Regions from separate parts of the Gossypium arboreum genome. Here region 2 is linked to region 1. Evidence: chromatin contacts called from public Hi-C data. All regions are on one chromosome and are shown on one strand. The core of a region is the stretch at or near the end of the contact, and the rest is flanking DNA. Distances in the headings are between cores, read along the strand shown. Region 1 holds the start of LOC108471861. Region 2 holds the start of LOC108455007 (AUGMIN subunit 5).

The links. Hi-C and Micro-C count contacts between places; a contact is called where the count stands out from the background.
Region 2: a contact with region 1 is called in a Hi-C map of leaf, with 3 times the contacts expected there. The contact joins the promoter of LOC108455007 here to the promoter of LOC108471861 in region 1. A contact is called at or near these places in 2 of 5 Hi-C or Micro-C datasets (both in leaf).

What each region holds. Positions count from the first base shown.
Region 1 is chr7:17,341,841-17,349,420 of ASM2569848v2, forward strand. LOC108471861 reads left to right here and starts at 3,892. Exons shown (of 2, transcript XM_017773413.2): 1 at 3,892-4,076; 2 at 5,246-5,683. The coding sequence starts at 3,964. The coding sequence ends at 5,465. It overlaps TRNAI-AAU (transfer RNA isoleucine (anticodon AAU)), which reads right to left and starts at 3,830; the gene lies at 3,757-3,830.
Region 2 is chr7:17,507,248-17,514,827 of ASM2569848v2, forward strand. LOC108455007 (AUGMIN subunit 5) reads left to right here and starts at 2,946. Exons shown (of 10, transcript XM_017753638.2): 1 at 2,946-3,710; 2 at 4,438-4,980; 3 at 5,626-5,764; 4 at 6,000-6,173; 5 at 6,265-6,474; 6 at 7,139-7,324. The coding sequence starts at 3,190.

The sequences.
Region 1 (7,580 bases), core at 2,642-5,141:
CCAAGCTCAATAGTAAGTGTTCCCTAGCCTCGTTTTTAATGTTCTTTGTATTTTTGAAGTCCCGGTAACATGATCTACCCATTTCTAGCTATAGCTATACTTTGAGCTAGGGTTCATGTATGAAAATTGACCCATGCATGACATGCTTATATTTTGATGATTTATGGAGGAATATGAATATTTGATGCATGGTGAACATCTTTTATTAGGTGATTTTTAGTGAAAACACCTAAACAAGGGACTTGTTTGTAAAAGTTTAAAAGTGAGTATTAATAATGTGAAATAAAAGAAAATATGGGCTAATATGAGCATAGTAAAGGTTCAGCTAAGCTTAGGTAATCAAGAAAATGCATGTATTTCATTTTACAAGCTTAGGGACTAAATCGTAAATATGTGAAATTTTAGGGATCAAAATGTAAATTTGCAAGAGTATGAATTATGGACCCATTTGAATGATGTGAATAATAAATAAGTTAAATTTGGCATCATAGATCAAGAAAAACGTGAATCGGGACTTGATCGAGGAAAGAATAAAGTATACGATAACTAGGCTCGATTATCATCGTTTTGTACCGAGGTAAGTACATATGCAAATAATGTGGTATTTTAGTATGTTTTAATGCTTTAATATATTGTAATAAATGTTTTATTGTAATTATGAGTTATATGCCCATTGATTGTTATGAAAGCATTAATGTTATCATGGTCGTTAACCATGACGTTACGAGCAAGTACGATGGAAACACTATATGCAATGGAGGAAAATATCGTTTGAAACTTAAGAATAGTTTAGGATACAAGTGACATGTCACTAAGAACAAAGAAGTCTGAACTTGTTGAGTGGCTCGGGTTCGTGAGGTATGTAGCATCCGAGCTTGTTGAGAGGTCCGGGTTCATTATGGATGCGAGTATTCGAACTTGTTGAGTAGTCCGAGTTCATGATGGATGCGATTCATGTAACATCAGAGCTCGTTGAGATGTCCGAGTTCATTATTGATGTATTACATGTTATGTGGTAGCTTCGGCTACGTTTGTATATGTGGCACTTATGTGCAAGGTTTTCGCGTATCCAATGGTATTCCGAATGTTCAACGGGTAATGTAACGATTGTAATGAAAGTCCCAAGGAGGGCATATGAAAGAGGTATGGTTATCGATACTTTACAATGAGTACAGATACGTATGCTAAGCCTATGAGTAATGCTTTGATAAAGATCGATTTAAGATGAGCAAGTATGTATGAGCATATGATGAGTAAGCAAAAAGGTTTGAATGGAGAAAAATCTTTATGTATATGTTACCATGTTTTTATATATTGATTGTTTATTACTTTTACACATTATTTGTATATGGACTTACTAAGCTTTAATGCTTACTCCCCTCTCTTTCCATCCTTTGTAGTTCCGCCAAGCTAACTTGGGGATCGGAAGCTGTTGGAGTATTTGGTCACACTATCAAAAGACTATTGGGTATAGTGAAATTATTATTTTGAGTATGCATGTATAGGAACTTGGTTATTTTATGATATGTGTCATGTTATTTGGCCAATTTGTGAAGGCCTATGATGATGATGATTCTTTTGTAATCGCCATGTAATATGGCTCATATTTGATCATTTGGGTTGTAATATAATTACCCATGCATGCATGTGTTAGTGTCTTGATGGTAGGATATGTTATTGCTTGGTGAATGCATGATAATGATGTGGTATGTTGTTGATTGATGACTGTATGGTAAAGTATGGATTAAGTGCTAAAGGTTAAAGGATGACCTAATGACTTAAAATGACTATATACATGAATACACAATTTTTGGTTATGGTAACAAATTTAATAATGCATGAAATGGGTGTGGAATGCCTCTAAATGGTGTAATAAATAAGAGTGCAATAAGATGACATTATGAAGATGTGAGAGTGCCATCGTGTGGAATGTTTGAGTGTATAAATATGTCATGTTGTATGTTATAAAGTGCGTTTTGAATGTATGAGTCATTGAGGGTGACCAATGGCTTGGAAAATAGCCTCCAAAAAGGTCCATACGGGTAGACACACGGGCATGTGTCTAGGTCGTGTGTGACACACGGCCAACCCCTTGGGCGTGTTACTCAGCCGTGTGTCCCCTGTACCTAAAATTATTAAGTCAGTTTGCATGGTAGTAAACTTACGGGTAAAGACAGCCGTGTGTCTCAACCGTGTGAAGGACACGGGCGTGTGCTAGGCCGTGTGCCCCTAAATAAGTGATGACGTCATAAAAAATGTCTTGGTTTTTGGACATGGGCATGTCTAGGCTGTGTGAGGGACACAGGCGTGTGCTTGGCCGTGTGAAAACCCCTGTAGGTTCGAAATGAAAATTAATTTTTAGAAATCCCATATGGGTAAGGTTTGTTACATTGGACGGCGACTTTAGAGCTCGGATTTCACATTTTTTTTGTTTAAGTACTTTGGAATTTCTTTTTGTTTAATATAGACATTTTGGACTTTTCATTGATTTTACGGACTTTAAGACATTTTAAGCTTTATTTAGAATATTAGGATTATTTGGTATTTATTTCGCAAAAGTTTTTACCTTGAGTAACGCCTAATTTAGGATAATTAAAAATGAATCAAAGTTTTAAAATTGATACATTATAAGGTTTTCTGCTGAATAATAAACTGAAGTTTACTAAGAGATTTTTCTCGCAAATTGGACTTGATATTTGGTAAAACTATTTTAAGTTGCGATTTTATAAGTTGCTATGATTTTCAAGAATCGTTCAAAATGACACGTCTTTTTCCGGAAAGTTGGTTTTTTTCAATATTATACAATCATTTCTTTTGCTAGTATGATGTAACCTCTATTATCCGACCGTAACGTCTAGGTCGGGTATGAGGTGTTACAGATTAACCCTTTTGGGTTTTATGGTTGTCCTTCTCGACAGTACTATCTTCAAGGTTCAAATATTGTTTTTTTTTTAATTTAATATATCTTACCATTATACCTAACTCGGTCACCTAACCGAGCTATAAGGCATTACAGCTGTTAAATATCACTGTCATTCAAAAATTCCACATAAATAATCAACAAATCTATTAAATGACATTAATACAAATATGATGAGATTTACAATTAAAACCAGACATTAATCGAGCATACAAAACCCTTAAAGCAACTCATAATCAAATCAAGACCGATTTGAAACTTTAAAAAAAAAAAAATTGAAATCAGGTTCCCATTTGCTATCATATCTTAGCATGTGACTTTTTGTAGTTTTATTATATTTGTGAACATCTAATTTATTATATATTATGTCAATGTAATAGTAAGAGATTTTTTAAATGAATATTTTGGTTGACATTAAATTTTGTGTTTAATTTTTAGCTCTCTATCCATTTCCTTATAAAAGAATATTTATCAACAAAATTATATTTAGCATGTAAAGTTTGTTTTATATACAAATCATATCAAGTTATATATTTTTATTTTTAATATCAATAAAAATCTTAAAATTATGAAAATAAGGAAGTTTAATATAAGATTTAATCCTTTTCAATTAATCAAATTTATTGTCTATTTCATAAAATAAATTTATTTATTCATTTAAGGATAGTAAAATTATAAGTTTGAAAATATAAAATTTTAATATAAACCTTAATTCTTTATTTATTTACCAATGAAAATTAATAGTTTTGAACAATTAGATGGGCTTTCTGAGAAATCAATAACCAAAAGTTCAGAACTTAATGGCCCAAGCACACTAAATAAAAAAGGATAAAAATTGGCCCATGCAGGTCTCGAACCTGCGACCTTCGCGTTATTAGCACGACGCTCTAACCAGCTGAGCTAATAGGCCTCAGATGTTGCGTTTCGGTTAAATGAGTAACAGTATTTTTTTTAAAAAAAAAGGGGAGGACATTTCAAAATTGTAGAGTGACCGATTGAATCGATAAGGTTTAAGATATCTGAACAGAAGAGACGGACGAATAATGGAACACATAACAGCAAGCGAAGTTGCAGGCTTTGGAGTTGGCACTTTGTTACTATGTGCTACAATTGCTGCCCCCAAAGTTGATGCTTTCATTTCTGCTTCTCAGAGAAGGTAATTGCAACTTTTCTAAACCCGTTTCTTTTTGCTGTGTTTCCAAGTTAGAATCCTTTTTTTTTTCTTTTTTGAGTTTGCGAGTAAAACGCAGTTTTTTTTTTTTACAACTTTTGAAACTTCGAAAAAGTTAATATTTTTGTTGCTGGGTATGAGTGAAATTTGGTAATTTGATTGTTAGTTTGGTTGATGAATTCTCAGTTGTGATACCTTAAGTTATTTTGATTTAGCTGCTGTTGTTGTTCACTTTGTTGGTTTACAATTGGATGTCCTTTGGACATTAGAAAAGCTATCATTGTACTTTAATTCAATTTAAAATTGCAATGCCTTGTATATTAGGATTGATTTTAATTGTGGGGTTATTTTGATTCTTTATAGAATGATTGCTATATCTTCATGTTTGATTTCTGTTCTTTGTGATTGATTCTATCTCAAACAAATGCACTGCCTTACCTAGAGTTATGTGAAAATATCTCCGCATCCACAAAATTCTGGTGGTGTAAACTATTCTTAGGTAACAAAAGAAAATGGCATCTGTGTGGAGTTGTTGACCAATGTCTTTTATTGTCTTTTATTCATGTTGTACTAGGATTTATCCTAGTTGGTTCATGCGGTAACTTTTAAGAGGTAATTTTTAGCAGGTTTAGAGGTCAAATTCTGAAATCTGCAATACCTTCCCCTATCTCCAAGTTATGATCTCCTTTGGAACAAAAAAAGGAAATGGCCCGGAAGTACTAGACTAAATTTAAGTATAATGCTTTTGGAATCATCAGCTTGGTTTTCCTCTTCGTGATGTAGTTATCTTGCTACAGTACTTATAGTTCACTTATTTTAGGAAAACTTGGATGCCTAGAATGGAATGCATATAAAGGTTGCCTTTTTGGTTTTTTTGAGGATAAACTTAAGGATTAAGCTAGGAATGGCTTAGGGCAAAAGGGGTGAAGGTCTAGAATCATTGTCAAGTGAATGAATTAAGTCAATCTCTTTCTAAACCAAGTTGCACATCAACTTTATTGTATTAAGGTAGGTAATATGTCTTATCCAATATCATGAGGTTCCCAACTTTTATTCAACTTTTCTAGGAAAAAGAGAACTGCCAGGATATATTTCATTGACTGATGTAATCTACACGGTTGCACAAGCTGATATTTAACTTGTCAAACTTGCAGTTCATTGGGCTTGTGCAAGAGATGTGGTGATCTACGGATGATAGCATGCTCAAGATGTAGAGGAACTGGATTGATCAAAGCAAATGGGCCATTCAGTTTCAACCTAATTGATAATCTGTATCAGTCTGAGGAGATTAAGGTAAAATCTGTTGGATGTACAAAATGTCAAGCTAGGGGTCACTTCAGTTGTCCTGATTGCTCTAATACATCCACTAGTTGATTCTCGATCATGCCATGGAAGACATTTTTACTCTTATGCTTGTGTTTTTAAGATATGATCATTAGCTGTCTTCCTAAAGCCATTGTATTTTGAACTTTTTTGGTCCTAATACACTGGATTTTGCAAATCCACTTATAGGAGGTGGAGATTTGTGACAGTGACCTCAATTTGTACTGGTGCTATTTATCAATCACATAGTTATAATGATGTCTTATGAATCCTGCTGCTTTTATATGGATATGTGTTAAGACATTGGTGTCAGAGTTGGATGTCATATATGGATATGCCCCTGACACAGGCACGTCCGATTTTTTTCTATGTTTCCATATATTTAGAGGGTCATGCTCCTATTCTTATGTCCAAAAAAATGTTAAACCCTGGTGTCGGGCATGAATATTTTAAGGAGACCGAAGAGTCTAAGGCTTGAATGCACTTGTAGGTGTAGATTTGTGAAAGTGGGTTTTATTTATGTGTTTCATTATTTATACCAATGTTATGATGAATGTCTTATATTTCCTGGTGGCAATGTATAAGGTTTGTGACAGACAAGGAAAGCTTGTTTAATTGTATTCAAGTCCACTAAAGGAAAGCAGCGGAACCATTCCTTTTTGCTTAATGCCTTCTCCATCTGCTAACCACTGGAATTGATAATTAACCATTTTCTGCTATATATATATATTACTATTTTCTTGCTTGGCACCATTTCTAAGCATGCTATGACTAGTTCACCATCAGAGTATTAGAAACTTGAAATTCTTAATGTGTAAATAAATAATGTTTTGTCATGCATACTGCACCTTGCTAGGGTATAATCGAGCCAAGCTCAAGTTCAACTTGAAATTCAAGGCTTAAAGCATTGCACTAGTTTGATCAAGTTTTAATTATAGAAGTTCATGTTCAACAATAATTTAATTGAATTCGAGTCTTTTTTTTTTTTAGTTGAATCTGAGTTAAAAACCTCTTGCCAATACCTAAACCAAACTCAAGGTTTTCTTCTTTTTTTCCTTAGTCAAATTTGTATTCACTACTAGTGCTCTTTGAATATACTTTTTGGTAGATACGGAGACCGATTCATTCTTAATGGGTTCTAGCCCTCTTCAATACCATATATCCCATCTCAAGATTCAAACAAACTTTCAAATCTTATCTCCTGTTATAATCATTTTAGGATACATACTTTTCAAACTGAACAGGCTCATGGATCAAACCACAAGGGAGCTGTTGCTTTATTTACTGCTTCAAGTTAGTTTTTTTTTTTTTTTCTAAAGAAATTAGTCAAATGTTGTCTGTTTCCTCTGAATAAGCAGGGAACAAAAATGGGGTTTTCTTTGCTTATCCTATTGCATATGTAAGCACATTACCAATTGTTCTAACACATGCTTAGCTTGCACTGTTTCTTCAGTTCAAGTTTTCTGTCTGATGCACTGAGATCCTTGCCTGTACCACTAACTTTGCCTATGGCAAGAACACCCCCCTTTTTTGTGTGTGTGGTAAAGAAAACCTGTGGCATGCTTCAGATATAATCATTGCAGCCTCATATCTTGTAACAGCTGAAAAACAAAACTTGTAGATATATATGATTATGACATGATTATTATCCACTTTCCAGGATGTTTTATTTTTCCATCACAAATTATTAATATTCTATTCTAGGTTGAATTCGATTTTAATCACAATATCCCAAAAGTAATGAGCCACTGTTGAAGAAGCGACAGCTCACATTCACTTCATTCATCTGTGTTTTCAGTTTCAAGTGAAGCTGTAGCCATTCGTTTTCCTTTTTCTTTTTTACCCAATACTCCCTATATGATGATCATGTCGTTGAGTGGATGGATATGCAAATCTACCAAGTTATGCCCACTGCTTTCATTAAGACCCGTCTAATGCTGACTCACAACTCTTATGTAAACTAATATATTCTTGTCAAAATTCTCATCATTTTCCCTTTTGTTTCTAGTTATTTGTCTGCTAATACTCAAACAATCCGGATTTTTCATTTTAAGTACTCGTATTTAACACTAATCCAAGACATTTAGAGATTTCTATCAGACATATCCATTACCTAATACAAACCCTAAACCCACTGGTAACATGGCATGTAAGTTCAAATTTTCG
Region 2 (7,580 bases), core at 1,696-4,195, 160 kb after region 1:
CTCCGCCCAGTCCTTGTCGTTCTTCCCCCATATGTCTACCTTGTGCAGTTCCTTCATGTCTTGTGGTGGCAGTGGAATTCGTTGCCTGTACCCGAACTACAGTAGAACCTGGTCCAATTCATACATTTCCACTATCGCGTACACTGTCAACAACACCTTCGCGTCCCACATCTCCCGATTGTCAAAACATCTCTAGTGGGATGCAAGATATAATCTCGAGGTTGATATACGACATCCATTAAAACTGAAAAATAGAATTGTAAATATCGTTACATACATATTCTTTTTAACGAATCATTGCATAATTAATATAGGTTTAAAAAAGATAGGTGATTAATCTTGGTTTCCGAGCATTGATCTAATAGTAGCCTAATGTCTTCCTACTTGTTGGGTAATTCACATAACTCGACCCATGGTTCTACTTGTATAAGCAATATATCGTTGGAACATATAATAAATAAAAACATTTACTGCACAAACTACATATATATTTATAAATGATGTTTACCTCTTCACCAACGAGAAAATTTCTGGGTCAGTCACTTTGGGACGTAAAAACGATATTTGCCACTAGGCTTCTAACTGCAACAGTAGCATGCAACCACCAATCGACATCTTATTCAGTTGCGTTGCTCGACAAAGCTCTCGGTATAATATGGACAACACGACAGATCCCCAACTTAGCTTTGCACATTCACTGAAGTCCACTATATGTAGAAGTCATCTTATGTGCACCAAATTTATAGATTTATTGGGCATTAAAATACCCATGATTAACCTCATGATGAATAATTCGGCATACTGTTGTATGACCTCTTTCGTTGCATCATCGGGAAGCTTATCGAATTTTTTCTCTAACTAGTTGGTCGATATCCAACCACCTTCAAACCTGTTCAGGATCTTCCCCAACATTGCCACGTAGAGGTCCACTTTCCCCCAAACCATTGCTGATCCCATGATGACCGGCCCATCCACTGGCAGACCGGGTTGTAATGTTATGTCCTCGAGTGTGATTGTACACTCACCGCATAGAATGTGGAAAGTGTATATTTCAGACCTTCATCTTTCAACCAACGTGTTGGTTAGTGTGGGATTGAGTTTGCAGTCCCCTTACATGCGAGACGCATGCAAGAATCTAGCCTTCTGTAGATACCCATAGATTTCAAGGATCGGAGGCTCTATAACATAAAATAATATTTAGATTTATCAATTTTTTTTAAACATAATTAAAAATAAAAAAAAAATTTAAATTTTGTCTTACTATTGCTAATTGGGCGGCAGAAATATGGTTGTTGTCGAAGCAGATTAGAGAGGTGTCCATTCTTGAGAAATTGATCCGAACGAATAAAACATGATATAATTAAAAAAAATATTATTTTTAAATGAAAATATAAATAAATATTGAATAAAAAGCTTGAGAGAGTTGAGAAAAGGATGTGAAAGAAAGAAATGAAATTTGTGGGGTATTTATAAGTGTAAAAAAGTTACTATTAGGATTTTAATTTTTTTTTACCGTTTGACGCTGCAACAATAAAAAAATCGTTGTATTTTACCATTGAAGGAAAGAGCGCCCAGCTGGATGAGCTTTCACTTTCTCTCTCCTAAAAACGATTTATTTTCCTAATTTAATTTTAAAACGACTTAAAGGCCTAATTTAAAAAATTAGCTTATTCAGCTAATTTAGCCAAATTTTATAAAATTTTACAATATCATACTAATATTTTCATATTTTTAATTAAAAATAATATTCAAACCGAACTCGAATAATTAGGTGTCTAAATTCAAATGAACTTATACATCAATTTGTCAATATTCATCATGGAATTAATAAATATTATATATATTAATTATTTTTCCTCTCAAATTTTGATATAAGCATAGTGGTTCTCTTTTACTTAGTAAAGGCATATGTGTGAGACAATTTACTAATTAATTTACGTGATTTAAATACTTTAAAATCTATAACGATATTTGGGTTTAGTTTTATAATACCTCGGGAGTTAATGAAACTATTTTAGTGAAATTTAATTGTCTCAATTTTCAAGCGATCACTCCAAATATTTGAGTTCCTTTTGGATTTCTTTCTTGATCAATGATAACAACATTGTTATCACATCGTATTATCATCTCATACAATTACTGCTTTGATCACTTTTAATTTTTCTAGCGGTTTATTTAATATTGCTTCCTTGATCACAATAATAATATTGCTAGTATGAGCATATTGATGATTACTAGCTCCTATGACTCACATACATATAAATTCTCGAGTCCTATTGTTATCTGCTACATTCAAATGGATTTGAGGATGAATCTTTTTTCATGTAACAAAGGAAAAAAGAAGAAGAAAAAAATATTGTTTGTCGAAAAGAAACCCTCAATTGTTTTTTTTATACTCCCAAGACAATGATTATTTCTTTAGTTTGATTTAATAATTATTAATCAAATAAACTTAATCGATGTATTTTTAACATTTCAAGTACGAATGATAATGGAGTGGGGTATGAGTGAATGTTATTAAATCTATTATTGCTCTCTAGTTGGCATACTCTATTCCGCCATCGTTCCACTATGAATGTGTAAATTTGAAATTTATTACCACTTTTATGGATGCTAGATGCATCTAGTCTTGCTCCGTCTCCTCCTACCTCACTTTACTTTAATTTAATTTTTATTATTTATCTTTAATATTTTTAATATTAAGTAAATATTTAAAAAATCATAAAAACTAAAAATATATATAATTTTTTTTCTAAAATGAATTATTATATTATTAATAATTAATATATATAAAAATTGATAACTTTATATAATACAACAAGAAGAAATGTAGCATAATCACTCATATAGAATAGAAGGAAAAAAGAAGAAGAAAAGAAAACGGTATCGTATAGAGTGAGCGGGACCTCCATTTAAAACTTCTTTATTATTAAATTGTTCCACTCATATCCAAAAATAAAAATAAAAAAATAGAAGAGTGAAAAGAAGTATTCAAAATTACAAAACTGCCATTCTACCAGCTTTCTTTACACAGTCTTCCCCTGCCCTTTTGCCGGCCAAATTGGCTTTCTCATTATCAGATCTATCAAAATCCCTTCCTTATTTTAGCTTTCAATTGAAAATCCATTATGTCATTTTAGACCAAGGTTTCATTTTTTTTTTGCGTGGACTTTTGGCATTGAATCCAAAATGCAGAGCTCAAATGTGCAGCCGGAAGTTATACTAGAATGGCTGCAAAAGGAAATGGGTTACCGTCCCTTAGGACCCTACAATTCTTCTTCCAACAAGTCGAATTTACCTTCCATCGATTCGCTTCGCAAGATTTGTAGAGGGAATATGTTACCTCTGTGGCATTTCTTGTTAACCCGCGTTAAATCCGAGAAAACCGTCCAAAGCATCCGAAAGAACATCACCGTGCACGGCGGAGGGGGGAATATTGAGAATGCTGGAAATTTGGGGAAAGAGGAGGGGAGGAGTAAAGGAGGGGGGAGGAGGAAAGAGAAGGTGGGTGGTGGTGGTGGAGGGGAGGGTTCAGGTGCGGCGGAGATTAGGGAAGCAGCAATAAGGGAACGGGAAGCCGCTGCCAAGGAAGTGGAGAGGTTGAGAAATATTGTGAGGAGACAAAGGAAAGATTTGAAGGCTAGGATGTTGGAGGTTTCTAGAGAGGAAGCTGAAAGGAAAAGGATGCTTGACGAAAAGGCCAATTACAGGTTTTTTTTCTTCTTAATTCTTAAGGAGTTCTTTTAACTATATTCTAGAACTGAAAAATGCCTGCGTTAGCATTGTCCTTGTTAATTTTAACTGCTCACCATTGAATGGGCGATTTATGTCGAATTTATCTAATAGCTATTTTTCGCAACATCGAGTTTCATTATGCTTTAGGATTTTTCTTATAACTTGTGGCGTTTTAACGTCATTATGGAGGCAGAACATGAAACTAGGCCTTTAATGCCAACTAGAGCCTTTGTGTTTCTAAAATTATGGACCATCTTGTTTTTTTATTGCGTATTATTTAATTTGGGGCTTTGAAGTTAAATGTCTCTGTGATTTTCTTTATGGACTTTTCTGGTTGGATTTGACCTTTAGCTTCCCCATCAAGATGATCACATTGTTTCTCATTTTTGATCTTATCAATAAGCTGTTAATTATGGACTAGAGTGACCGTGTGCTCTATTGTCAAACTACACATAAAAGCTCTTATTTTACAATATATAAGTGGTTGGTGATAGCTTTTACATATACTTTATAGAATATATGAGGACTCAGTGTGCATTTAGTTAATCCAAGCCTGATTGGAGTCATTATTGTTAACTTCTGATATTATAAAATTAAGAGTGCCCTTAGCATGCTTGAAAACAACAGTTACCAAGTGTATTTCATCTTTCGGCAAATCTCTTTTGCATATCTTGTGTTTTCACATGCCTTATTCTACTGTAGGCACAAACAAGTGGTGTTGGAAGCTTATGATCAACAATGCGATGAGGCTGCCAAAATATTTGCGGAGTACCACAAACGTCTTCATCAATATGTAAACCAAGCCAGGGATGCTCAAAGGTCAAGTGTTGACTCTTCCATTGAAGTGGTTAGCAACTACAGTGGCAATAGTGAGAAGGAAGCTGTATATTCAACTGTTAAAGGAACTAAAGCTGCAGATGATGTCATTCTTATTGAAACAACTCGTGAAAGAAATGTTCGCAAGGCATGTGAATCTCTTGCAGACCGCATGATTGAAAAAGTGCGAAATTCTTTTCCAGCTTATGAAGGAAATGGGATCCATTTGAGTCCTCAATCAGAAGTTGCCAAATTAGGCTTTGATTTCGATGGGGAGATACCTGATGAAGTTAGAATTGTTATTGTAAATTGTCTCAAAAATCCTCCTCAATTACTTCAGGCAATTAGCACATACACTTCAAGGCTTAAAACTTTGATTTCTAGAGAAATAGAGAAAGTCGACGTTAGAGCTGACGCTGAAGCCTTGAGGTATGCTTATACTTTTGTGTTTTTCTTGTTGGTGGTTACAGGATTTCAAATAAGCTTCCTTTGGTTTTCCACTTTTTCTTCTACTTATCAGGGTTGTCTAGGCTATACGGTTACAAATAATTAACTGCTTTTGTCTGCTAAGTACAAATTTTTAGAATCTTAGAGCTGCAATTTGTTTCTTAGCTACTATTTGTTTGTGTTCACAGAAATTACTGCAATTTGCTAAGTTATTTCTTTGATTTGATCCTACATTACTTAAAATGAAGAAAATGCTGCAGTTAATAAAGCAATAAATTTTATCATTAATGCTACAGCTAAGATAACAATTATAGGTACTTCGTTATAGCTCTCTCATTTTTAGTGACTGACATGCTTTGGGTTTTGTTTTGGTTACAAAGTATATCTTTTCTATCTAAAACCTCCGAGTACTTAAAAGTCTCTTTAGCTTCTAGTTTCTTTATGGTTAGGCATTAGAGAACATTGCTGTATTGTGCCAGGAATATGTTGTTGAAAGTTGATTGGCTTGAAGACTCCTAGTAATTCTTTTTTCTGGTTATGTTCATGCAAATATCTTTTAGTTAAGTTTCTTGGTTGTTGTTTGGTTTTAATGAACCTTGTATTGAATAAAAGATATACTTTTATTAGGTACAAATATGAGAACAACAGAGTTATGGATGTTTCCTCTCCGGATGTGAGCTCACCCTTAAATCAACTTTATGGTAATGAGAAGATAGGAATGGATGTACCTTCTAGAGGAATGCAAAATCAACTTCTTGAAAGACAGGTCTCATCTCCTTTTGAGAATCTCACTGATGCAAACTCTTTATCTTTTATCTTTTACTCGCTCCTGTATCTGTTAATGCTGTTGTTAAGGGATTATGAAAATAGAGGTGTGCCAATGTAAGATGAATGGATGCTGGTTGGCTTTGCTTAACGTTGTTAGCGCTCCACTATTGTCCTTATGTTTATTCTGCTGAGTCATCCTGTAGTTTGATTTATAAATACGTATTTGTTTGCAGAAAGCTCATGTTCAACAATTTTTAGCTACTGAAGATGCTCTCAACAAAGCTGCAGAAGCGAGGGACTTGTGTCAAAAGCTTATAAAACGTCTACAAGGAGGTAGTGATTTAGTTCCTTCACGTTCTCTTGTCGGAGGTGCAACACAGAATGTTGGCAGTCTTAGACAATTTGAGGTGATTCCTATGGTTATGAATTACCATATTGGCATTTTTCCTCTTAATGCTCATTTTCTCATGCTAAATTTTATGGTTAATTTTCTCTCAGTTGGAGGTTTGGGCCAAGGAGAGAGAAGCTGCTGGGTTAAAGGCCAGCTTAAATACACTAATGTCTGAAATACAACGGTTGAACAAATTGTGTGCAGAGAGGAAAGAGGCAGAAGATTCATTAAGAAAGAAGTGGAAGAAGATTGAAGAGTTTGACTCCCGTAGATCCGAACTTGAATCCATATATACTGCTCTCCTGAAGGCTAATATGGTAAGGTATTCCATCCTTCATTTTCATTGTTAAACTCAACAGTAGGAACATGTTGGTGGTGCATCTATGATGCTGTTAGATACAATTGTTACTTTTTAGCAGTTAACACTTTGTAATGTGGTTGAACTTTTTCAATTATAAGTTAATAACATCCCTTCTTTCCTTTGTCTATGTCATCTTGGATTACTTCTCTTCTTTGCATGAAAAGATATAAAAAACATTTGCTTTAGGAGATATCCATATGCTGTTTGAGTATCTTTTAAAAGAAGGAAAAAAGACTCTTTCTTTTGTCTAATGATAACTTAATTCTCTATAGATATATCTTGTTTCATTTGTTCTCTTTCCAAAAAATTGGAGAATATATATTTTGTTGTTGTTTATCTGTGTCCAGCTTCTCAAGAAGAGGACTTGAATGTTATGCTGGATACTTAGGATGTTGAGTGTTGTTATAGTGTTCTCTGATTAGATGATATAGTTAGTATCAACAGTGTAGTCTGATCTCATTTATGTTTTATAACAATGGATTTAAGTGATGGACATATTTTGTTTGTTTATTGTTATGAATGCTTCATCACTTTATTAGTTCAATCTTGGTTTCTAGTATACATTATCTTCCAACTAAAAATCTCTAACAGGATTTATACTGATTTCTTTTGAATTAAAGGATGCAGCTGCATTCTGGAACCAACAGCCATTGGCGGCGAGGGAGTATGCTTCCAGTACCATTATTCCTGTTTGCAATATTGTTGCAGACATTTCAAACGGTGCAAAAGAGTTTATTGTCAAAGAAGTTTCTGCATTTTATAGAAGTCCTGATAATAGCCTCTACATGCTTCCATCAAGCCCACAGGTTTGTAGGACTGCGCACTTTCTTTCTTTCTTTCAATTATAAATGCAATGAAAAAAATATAGTAAGTTGTCAAAAAAATAATTTGTTTTTTTATCTTATCTTGGATGCAATGTGACATGACAGACTGGGTTCCCCTTCTTAATATGACCATTGTCTTGATCAGTGGTTTTGGTGCTGAGAAAATATGTTCTAAGCTATCACCTTTCATTATTATCTGGCCAAATCTTATATTTCTTGATCAATTGCATGTCACTTG